3 separate regions of the Mus musculus genome follow, and regions 2 and 3 are each linked to region 1. The links are chromatin contacts, called in public promoter capture Hi-C maps. All regions are on one chromosome and are shown on one strand. Each heading gives the region's core, a stretch centred on a gene start, on an enhancer-like site or on the middle of the called end of the contact. The rest is flanking DNA. Distances are from core to core; before and after follow the strand shown. Region 1 holds the start of Pdss1 (prenyl (solanesyl) diphosphate synthase, subunit 1). Region 2 holds the start of Spopl (speckle-type BTB/POZ protein-like). Region 3 holds the start of Myo3a (myosin IIIA).

Evidence for each region. Promoter capture Hi-C pulls out the DNA fragments that hold promoters and counts their contacts.
Region 2: a promoter capture Hi-C map of pre-B cells shows a contact between it and region 1, with 3 times the contacts expected there. The contact joins the promoter of Spopl here to the promoter of Pdss1 in region 1. A contact is called at or near these places in 4 of 39 promoter capture datasets (the C10 cell line, the HPC-7 cell line, liver and 1 more) and 1 of 115 datasets of contacts at active chromatin or transcription factors (memory CD8 T cells).
Region 3: a promoter capture Hi-C map of embryonic stem cells shows a contact between it and region 1, with 2.2 times the contacts expected there. The contact joins the promoter of Myo3a here to the promoter of Pdss1 in region 1. A contact is called at or near these places in 3 of 39 promoter capture datasets (cranial neural crest, embryonic stem cells and neural stem cells).

What each region holds. Positions count from the first base shown.
Region 1 is chr2:22,894,049-22,897,153 of GRCm38.p6, forward strand. Pdss1 (prenyl (solanesyl) diphosphate synthase, subunit 1) reads left to right here and starts at 1,474. Exons shown (of 11, transcript NM_019501.3): 1 at 1,474-1,714. The coding sequence starts at 1,583.
Region 2 is chr2:23,570,512-23,573,616 of GRCm38.p6, forward strand. It overlaps Spopl (speckle-type BTB/POZ protein-like), which reads right to left and starts at 1,593. Exons shown (of 11, transcript NM_029773.2): 1 at 1,332-1,593.
Region 3 is chr2:22,226,017-22,229,121 of GRCm38.p6, forward strand. It overlaps Myo3a (myosin IIIA), which reads left to right and starts at 1,487. Exons shown (of 34, transcript NM_148413.3): 1 at 1,487-1,626. The coding sequence starts at 1,620.

The sequences.
Region 1 (3,105 bases), core at 224-2,723:
AGTGTTAGAAGCCTTAAATGACTTCACATATATTTCCTAGTTATCTTGCATCTTGGATACTACAGCTCAATGATTTTGTGTCTGTGTTGGTAATGAGGGTCTAACCTGGGACTTGACTATACTAGGAACGTGCTCTTTTGCTTATACCACAACCCACTACAACTTCTTTTTAAGAGCCAGGGCTTTTGTTTTAATCTGGATAATTTTTACATTAAAAAATGCCCAGCAGAATTGTGGATTGCTATCCTTCTCCCTGTGGGTTATTCCTGTTGCCCTACCTGCAAAGGAAGATTACCAATAACAATATACCACAGGTCATAACATTGTCAAAAGAACATGAAAGTATTTATTGCTACACTTATCTAGGCAAAGCCTACCTATTTGATTATTTCATTCACTCATTCATTAAGTAATTTGTGGTGTTGGGATGGAACCCAGGATGTTGTGCATGCTAGGAAAACACCCAACCACTCAGTCAAAACCCTAAACAGCAAACGTTTTATTTTGACAAGTTTCATACATGTATAACCTCCATTTTTAACATAGAAACCTAATAAGAAAATAATGAGCTCAACTTTAGGGTTAACCCTCTTTAAGTGTGTTGCAAACAAGAAAAAAAATTATGATTCAGAAAATTACAGCTGGTTTATTTCTTCCTAGGAGGGAGACTGGGAGGAGAGGGGGGTCGAGATGTAAAATGAATTAATGAATGAATGGGAAAAAAAACATCAACATGGGAAGGCAGTAAACTTCTTCAGTCTCCCCAGCGCTTGCCTCTCATTGCCTCCACCTAAGATTATGGCGTAAGATTATTACGAGCATGTATAATCATTTGATGAAAGTGTTATAAAAATGCTGTTTCAACTTCGGAATAAATCCGACATGCGACAGGCAAAATGAACAAATGAAACAACGACAATAAAAACATTTTCTTGAGCATCCTGAGCTGCACTGTATGCATTAGCAAATAGAGTTGGAAATGGGGACGCAGGTCGGTAATCTCAGCAGCAATAGGCTGAGGCAGGATGGTCAATTTGAACCCAATCTGGTCTATACAAAGCCAATCTGGTCTACACGGCGAGATAAGATAACGAAAAAAAATTAATTTTGCGTAGTTCATTACATCCAAGGGTTGGTCTCCCATATCCAGACATGAACAAAACCGCTAAACTATGCATGTATACATCTCTAAGGCTTTCAGGATAGAGTCCAAAAGCTAAGAGATAAGGTCAACTTAGCTTCTGTTACACAATAACCCACAGCGTAGACTAATTAGAGGAAGTTGGCACGTCCACTCGGAGCTTGGCATTGCGAAAACAATGGCCTCAGGGTTAGCAGGTACCGGAACCAGATTTCTGCACGCTTTGTCCCGCGTAGGACAACAGTTCGGACGCACATTTCTGGATAAAAGCGGACGCGGCTCCCGACTAGAGCCAGTGGCTCCGAGGAGGGTTGAAGAGGACAGGCGACCGGGTGGGGAACAGGGTGCGGCTTCGCGCTTCCGGTGCCCAGCTTCCGGCTCCGGGTTTGGGCTTGGGGCAGAGGCGGAGCTACGGCCCGCCGCGACTTTCAGACTTGAACCATGGCTATGCGCTGGTCGTGCTGGCGGCGTGGCTGCTCCTGGAGGCCGACCGCGGTCGGGAGCCCGCGGCGGGAACGACCTGGCTGTGTGGAGCCTCTCGGAACACGTGCCGCCTCGGACACCCGCGCGCAGGTGAGGCCGGGACGCGCGCGCTGTCCGCGGCGTAGAGGTCACCATGCCAATGACAGCCGGCGATCCAATGAATGGGAGGATGCGCACGTGCGCCGGGGCCTGCAGTCCCCACTGGGTGGGACACCCGGGAAGTGGGACTAGTCGCGGGGCCAGAAGTGCGGAGCTGCTGATCGGGCATCCAGAAGACATTGGGGTTGAGGTAGAGGGAGCGGCGGAGCGCAGCCCTGTTAAGCCGGGGCTACCCGGGTGTGTCGAGAGGACAACCAGAGCCAAAGGGACCTCTGCTTTCACTTTCCTAGCAATTTCGGGTTTCGGATCCAGTTAGCCTCAAAATTCGGAAAGGGTGTTGTAGCGACGCAAAGTGATGCTAGCCAGGGTGGACTTCAGTGCTGCAGGTGCTTACAAGAGAACGCACGCCTGAAAGGCGCTGGAAGGACACTAGAAGGAGAAGAGCCGAAGGGTGTCATGAGAGACCTATGACTTCTTTGAAGTAAAATCATTATCTAATTAGTAATTGCGGATTCTTAAAACTGTCTCCTACTGCGTTTGATTACAAATTCATTTTCTTTTGGTTTTTAGCCCTGTAAATGACTCTCGCTTCTGTGTGAGTTGGGTCAGTCCGTGCCGTGCTTTACCTGGCAGTATCTGCAGACTGACTTTTGAAGTTAGTGTTTTTTTCACTTTGGGTTTTGGAGACCTTTCCGGCCACCGAGTAATTGTATAAGTAATTCATCTTTCATTTTAAAAATAATCACCCACCTCTTAAATTTTAGTACTATTTGGTACATTTCATATGTCAGTGTACTTATCAAACTCTATACTAGGAGGAGATGTGTAACATTTATAAATATGTGGCTTGTACTAAACAAGATGCATAAAACGGATTATCCAAAAAAGAATTTGGAGAGAAAATGCAAGCTGCTCTAAATAGAAAGAATAACAAATAAGAGAAAGAGAGCATGTAGGAAGAATCTTAGAGGAAGATAGGCTTTGTAGGGATCCATTTTGATACTGCAAGCTAGACTTTAGAGGGTTTGGGGTTTTATCTCTATAGAAAGGAAGGAAGGAAGGAAGGAAGGAAGGAAGGAAGGAAGGAAGGAAGGAGAAAAAGGAAAGGAAAAAGAAAAGAAACCTCACCTGTGAAAAGAGTTTTTCTGGAAAGAATCTTTGTCATTGGCATCCATATCCGTTTCCTTGAGCAAAAAGGGAGACTACTTGACCGTCCAACATCATGTTTTTCTCATTCATGTGTTAACTTTCTACTATAAACATATTTAGAATTCAGGTGTCTACTTCAGACATGAGTGCTTTCATTACTTCAGGTCTCTCAAGGACTACAAGACTTAAGGACAATTATTAAAACAAATTTGTTTCTCCAACATAGTATCGTA
Region 2 (3,105 bases), core at 343-2,842, 680 kb after region 1:
TTTTCCTATGCAAAAGTAGGGAACATAAATAAAGCTAAAACATGTATTTGAAATACACACACACACACATACACACACACACACACACACACATTAATTGGCATAATAATGCAGTACAAACCTTATATACACCAAAAGTGGACGTTAAGTAATAACAACACAGTACCTCTCAATTCTTACTTTCCTCTCTTAGAATCAACTTACCAGCACTTGAATAGAATCAGGCTATAAAAGGGTAACATTTCAGAAGCACTTAGCACATTCCAGGCCCTGACAGGTACTTTACCTGCATTTCATTTGTTCAAGCACTACTACCAAAGAGTATTGTCACCACCTTCTTTATAGCTATACGACTACTAAAGGCTGGAAAAGATAAGTGACTTTCTCAAAGCCAGAACCGAGCTTGCTGGGTAGAATGTTCGGCAATTCAACTACTCTCTGAGCTCCTAACCATGGAGCAACATTTCTCTTAGGAATGTGGGAATAATAATTTGAAATATTCTGCCACTTCTATCATGAGGGGTGGGGGGAATGTAATTTCCCCAGTCTTTTACTACTTCTCCTTCCACCCCAATAAAGAGGAGGTTTCAACTGTACAAGAATATAAGTAAAGTCTCCTAGTGGGGCAAACTAAGCCCAAAATTATTCAGATATATGCGAAGTGTCAGACACCAGGGGAAAATGGGCAGACAGCTTAGGCACTGTATTCAGTCATGGAAATTGAAGGAGTGGCTTTTATTTCTATAGGGACTGTCAATTTCTTGGAGGGCGAAAATTCTATCATTCTTTTCCTTTCGGTCAACACAAACATGCATACCTAAGATAGAGAATTAACAGGAAAGACAGCAGCAAAAGATAAAAAGGGAAGACACATTTCTATATTCAAGAACTGACCCTAATCATGGGGCTGGCTTGTCATGTCCTGGTAAATATGAGCTGTTAGGGGCAAGAATGTGGTTGGAGACGGACACTCCTGGTCCGGGGAGCTTAAGGCGCCCTAAAATGAGCTAACAGGGACGACAGCTTTCAGAACCCATTTGAGAGGACGGATGAAGACTATCGGGGTGCAGTTCTTTGCTTCAGGAAGACAGGAGAAGGCATAAAAGTGCGGGCGTAGTAGATTCCTGGATGCAGATGAGGAAGGAGTTAGACTCGAGCAAAGGGGGACCGGGGAGCGCAGCACTGCACTCCGGAAGGGACATGGACGTCCAGAGGAAGCAGAACCGCCTAAGGGAGAGAGGGGCAGGGCCGTAGGGCGTGGGCCGGAGCACCAAGGACTGGAAAGCTGAGAGGGAGGCAGCCCAGCACCGGCCGGCGGCCGGAACACCTACCCGGACACGCGGGGCGGCGGGCGGGCCCTCGGCGGCCCCGGGGACCGAGGCTGAGGCGGCGGCGAGCTCCTGCAGCGGGCACCCCCCGGCCAAGCCGCATCCTCCTCCCGGCCTCCCTCCTTGTCCTCACCGGCTGCTAAACTTCTTCCCCAAGATTAAACACACCCGCCGCCAAAGAGTGCGCCTAGCCCGAGCCCGCTCTAGGTGTTGAGGCTCGGGCGTCCAGTTTCCGCCCCGCCAGTCATCAGGGCGCGTGCGCCAAGTAGCTTTTCCTGCTCCGAGGCCCGGAACTTCCGGCGGCGGCTTTGCGAGCAATTTCCTGCTTCCCATATACCTCGCAACTACCGATAGGAAGTTTTCCCCGAGCAATAGATAGATGATTGATAGATAGATGATAGATAGATAGATAGATAGATAGATAGATAGATAGATAGATAGATAGATAGATAGATAGATAGATAGATAGATAGATAGATGATAGATAGATAGACAGACAGATAGATAGAGGTAGATAGGAAGTTTTCCCCGAGCAATAGATAGATGATTGATAGATAGATGATAGATAGATAGATAGATAGATAGATAGATAGATAGACAGACAGATAGATAGATAGATAGAGGTAGGTAGGTAAGTAGGTAGGTAGGTAGGTAGGTAGGTAGGTAGGTAGATATAGGTAGATGATAGGTAGATAGGTAGATAATAGGTAGGTAGCGATAGGTAGATTAGATAGATACATAGATACATAGATAGAAGCCCAGGGATGCCCGGAGCGATAGATAGATAGATAGATAGATAGATAGATAGATAGATAGATAGATAGATAGATAGATAGATAGAAGCCCAGTGATGCCTCCTGACTCAGAAAATCCTGTTACAGTGAGGAAACAGTGAGGCCCTGTGCCCATTAAGACTGCATCTGGGTGTAACGTTTGCTCACCTCCCATTCTGACCCCCAAACTGTATTAAAAGCTGAAACCCAAGTCTGTGTGGGTAAATAGTTGCACGTAAGGCATTTTAGGTTGGAGGGAATGAAGGGGACTTTTCATACAAGAAAGGAGTCTGTAGAGTTCCTTTGTACAAGATCAGCCAACAACTGGAGAGTGAACCGTACTAAACTAAAAATGGTAATATTAAGGTTACTGCTTCCTTTCTTTAGCCATTTGGAGTTTATAGAAATGGATGATACCACAACTTGGTTATTGGCACTCTTACATTAGCTACTTGTCCTATTCCTGCAACAAAATACCCCAGGAAAGCCATGTACGGAAAGAGGGATTTATTTGGATTGCTAAGAAAACACAGTCCATCGTGGCAATAAAGACATGGTAATGGGAGCTTAAGGCAGCAGGTCACATTGCATCCAGTGTGCAGAAGCACAATGATGAATCCAGACTGTCAGATCACCTTTTTTGGACTTAGTCTGAGACTTATCAAGTTAACAAACATAACTACCACAATCCAGCCCCTAGTTAACTGAACACCCAGGTAACAACAGAGAAATCTTATGCTCTGCAAACAGAATCAGTAGCTAAAGGAATATATTTATTTGGGAATGAGGAAACAGGCACACAGCAGACACAGAAAAAGACCCTGTGCAAAGCAGAATAGTGGGTGACTTAATAGACAAAAATGAAATCTTTTCTTGAGGGTTAGGCTATTAAAGCCCTGAACTTTTTTTCCTACCTTACTTTGGAGGTTGCTCAGTTTGAAGAAAGATAGGATGGTTGATTGTTTCTCAAGTTGTGTAACATGTCCTGAACTGTTGAGTCAGTC
Region 3 (3,105 bases), core at 237-2,736, 670 kb before region 1:
CAAATTTATTCTTAAAAGCTGAAATTTATGAAAGCCCACTATACAAACACTCAGGTCTTTCAGGGCACCTGTTGAAAATGAGAAAATGAAAACAAAGATAAAGATGCTATATAATGTCGAAACTGCAGAACAGTGACTGTGGTGCAGAACGGGCTGTAGTAAGAATGTCCCAGCTGCCTCCTGCTGCTAGTGTGGGAAGGTAAGAGCTTTTAGGCACATTTTTTAAAGTGTAAGAGGCTGCATTCCACTATTGCCAAAAGTACTAATAAGTTCCCACACTGTTCAAGGATCTGTTTAAATTACTTTTTAAAATCTTACCTTTTCACTTAGGGATCTTGTACCTCCCAATAAAATATTTTATAACTATTTCCCCAACAGACCTGTTTTTAAAATTCCCATGACCACATTTTCATCTGTTTTTCTCGATATCATTTGGTTATTTCCCAGTTCTGAATGAGATCAAGTTTTCTATGTATGTTTATGTATTGTTTGCCTGTAGTGAAATCATTGCTTTTTACTGAATATGGAACTTGGATATTCGTTCATTGTTTATGGTTTCTGAACAAGGTTTCACTACATAACTCAGGCTGGCCTTGAACCCATGATGCGTGTGTTGCTCTCATACCTGGCCTCATTGATTTTTCAGTACATCCAACAACGACTAGATTTGTGTTAAAGTATATTCATGGTGATCTTTTTCTTTAAAATGATATAACTTAAAATGTTTGAGCTGTTTATGTTAATCTTTGATTTGATGTTCTGCAAAATAAAAATCCACAGTTCAGTTACTCTATAGAAAACCATCTTATGGGGAGGGTTTTGAATGTCTATTCAAATACTCATTTTTATATTTATAAAGGTAGCTAAGGGTTAGATGACCTTCTGGATGTCTCTTGCAATTTTTTTCCTTTTGATATGAACAGTAGGCCCGTTTAGATCAGTGACAAAATCTAAGGACATTTTGACCTTGAAGGGGAAGAAGAGATAACCCAAAATGCCTATTAGAACTGTCCAGGGAGCTTAGCAAGCATGGACCCATTCTGGTATCCCAGTCTGTGAGGCGTGTGGGAACGGACTGGACTGTCCCAGGAGGCAGGTGAAGGTAGAGATCTGGTTATGATAGGCTCTATCTGTAGTGCAGAAGTCCCAGCCCCGTGATTCCAGCCCCAACTTTCTCAAGGGTCAAAGAGAAGTTGTCCAGGGGTGGAGGCCTGGAATGCGAGCTTGTTTTGGGCATGGGGAAGGTGGTCCTGTTGGGGGACAGTTTTTTGAGGCTTAGGTGAGTCACAGTGGGAGAGGAGTGTCCCAAGCACTGGTGCAGCCCTGTGGTTTCTGGGCAGGGCCAGGAGGCTTGGCCAGGACTCAGGAGCGTCTGGGTTGGATGAGCATCTAGCTAACCACTGGACAGCAACTCTGGGCGACCTGGGTCCGCCCTGGGAGGTGCCACGGGGCCCGCCCCGCTCCGCTCCGCCCGGCCTCGCCCCGCCCCTCTGTAGGGGACCCGGCGGCGCGCTAGGGCGGTGCAAAATCCCAGTATTGGGCCAGCAGAGGAATTGGAGTGGCCACACTGTGCACCCACCTGGGGAAGGAGCCTGCAGACCTTAGAACGCCTGGCTCATATGCAGAGTGAGTGTGGGTGAGCCCAGCGGGGCCGGGACTTGAGCTGAACCCGGCGGGACTGGCAGACCTGTGGCGTCCCTGTTTCAGAGGGAAAATAGTGACCTGAGGAATAGGGTTTGTAGAGAAGAGGAAGCAGGTGCTAGAGAGCATTTGAATTTTCATCCGCTGCCCAGTTCAGGACTTCTGTTTTTGCACCTTGCTGAAATTCCCATTATAATGGGAGCTAAAAGTAGTATTGGAATTGGTCCTGCGTCTTGAACTAACTAGCAGTGACTCTAAAAGTGCATGTGAATGTCACACAGGTGCGCACACACATATTTTTTGGAAAACCCTAAGCATTTTCATGAGTTTCTTGGTGAAGTAACTGATCTTCCATTTGCTCTTAACCCTTCGGGTTTTATAATTCGCATCAATCCATTAGCTTCAGGGTTTTACACCAAGCACAAAACATGAGCTGCTTTGCATTCCCTGTTAGCTGTGTGAAACTGTTAACATTTCTGTCTAAATTGTTCCAAAGTTCAATTTCTGATGTCTTTTTTTCAGATCTTGAATGTTTATTCCTATAATGCTATGATTTTTTTTTTCTTTTTTCTGTTGTGTTACTGTCTCAGAACCATAGCTGCGGTTGGGACATTCATGCTTTGGAATTTTATTATGCGTTGTTTTCTAGCTTAACTAATGGTAGGTGGTAAAGTTGACAGTTTTTCCGGATTTGCAGAGGCCTAAGTGCCAGATTTTGATCCATGAGCAAAAGTGCATTCTATCTGTGCCATTTTAGTTTTTCATATTTTGGGCTTTCATTATACTCTACATCTTAAAATGGGGAAATGCAGGGATATGTGTGCTTTCAAAGACAATGTGTTCATCTGTGTGATGTCTAGCATGGGAAGAATTACTTCCATCCATCTTGTCCCCCTCTTTTTACTACAGGAACAAAAATACAAATGAAAAGATTACATTTGATTTGATGGTCTTGTAGACAAGCTCTCCCTGCCCCCCTCCCCCTCCCCCCTCTCTCTTTCTCTCATGTGTAGGTGTGTGGGTGTGTGTATGTGTGTGTGTGCGAGTGTACAACACATTACGGCATAGCATCACCCAGGCTTTCTTTTTGAAATATATCTTGGCATCCTAATATATTTTGGTGCCTATATTCTTTGAAAAGTAACTTGTATCTGTCACATAAAAAAACATTTGAAAGTTCATGAGATGGTGATACTAACAATCATAATGGATAAACACTGGAAAGTTCAAATATACTTCAGAATACAGTTCTTTTGCATAAGTTATGTAGGTTTTGGTTTAAAATATTTCAGTTATTTCTGCAATGTAGTTTTTAAGTTTTTACAAATAAGAATTAGTTTCATCACTTGTCTTCTTGATGAAATGATAATTTGAACCGTGATGGCTAGCATATACTTCTTTCCCCTGGTAATAGGAAATGGTTATCCATTGGAACTAAGCAGAAGCCTAATGTCTTTCAAGCAA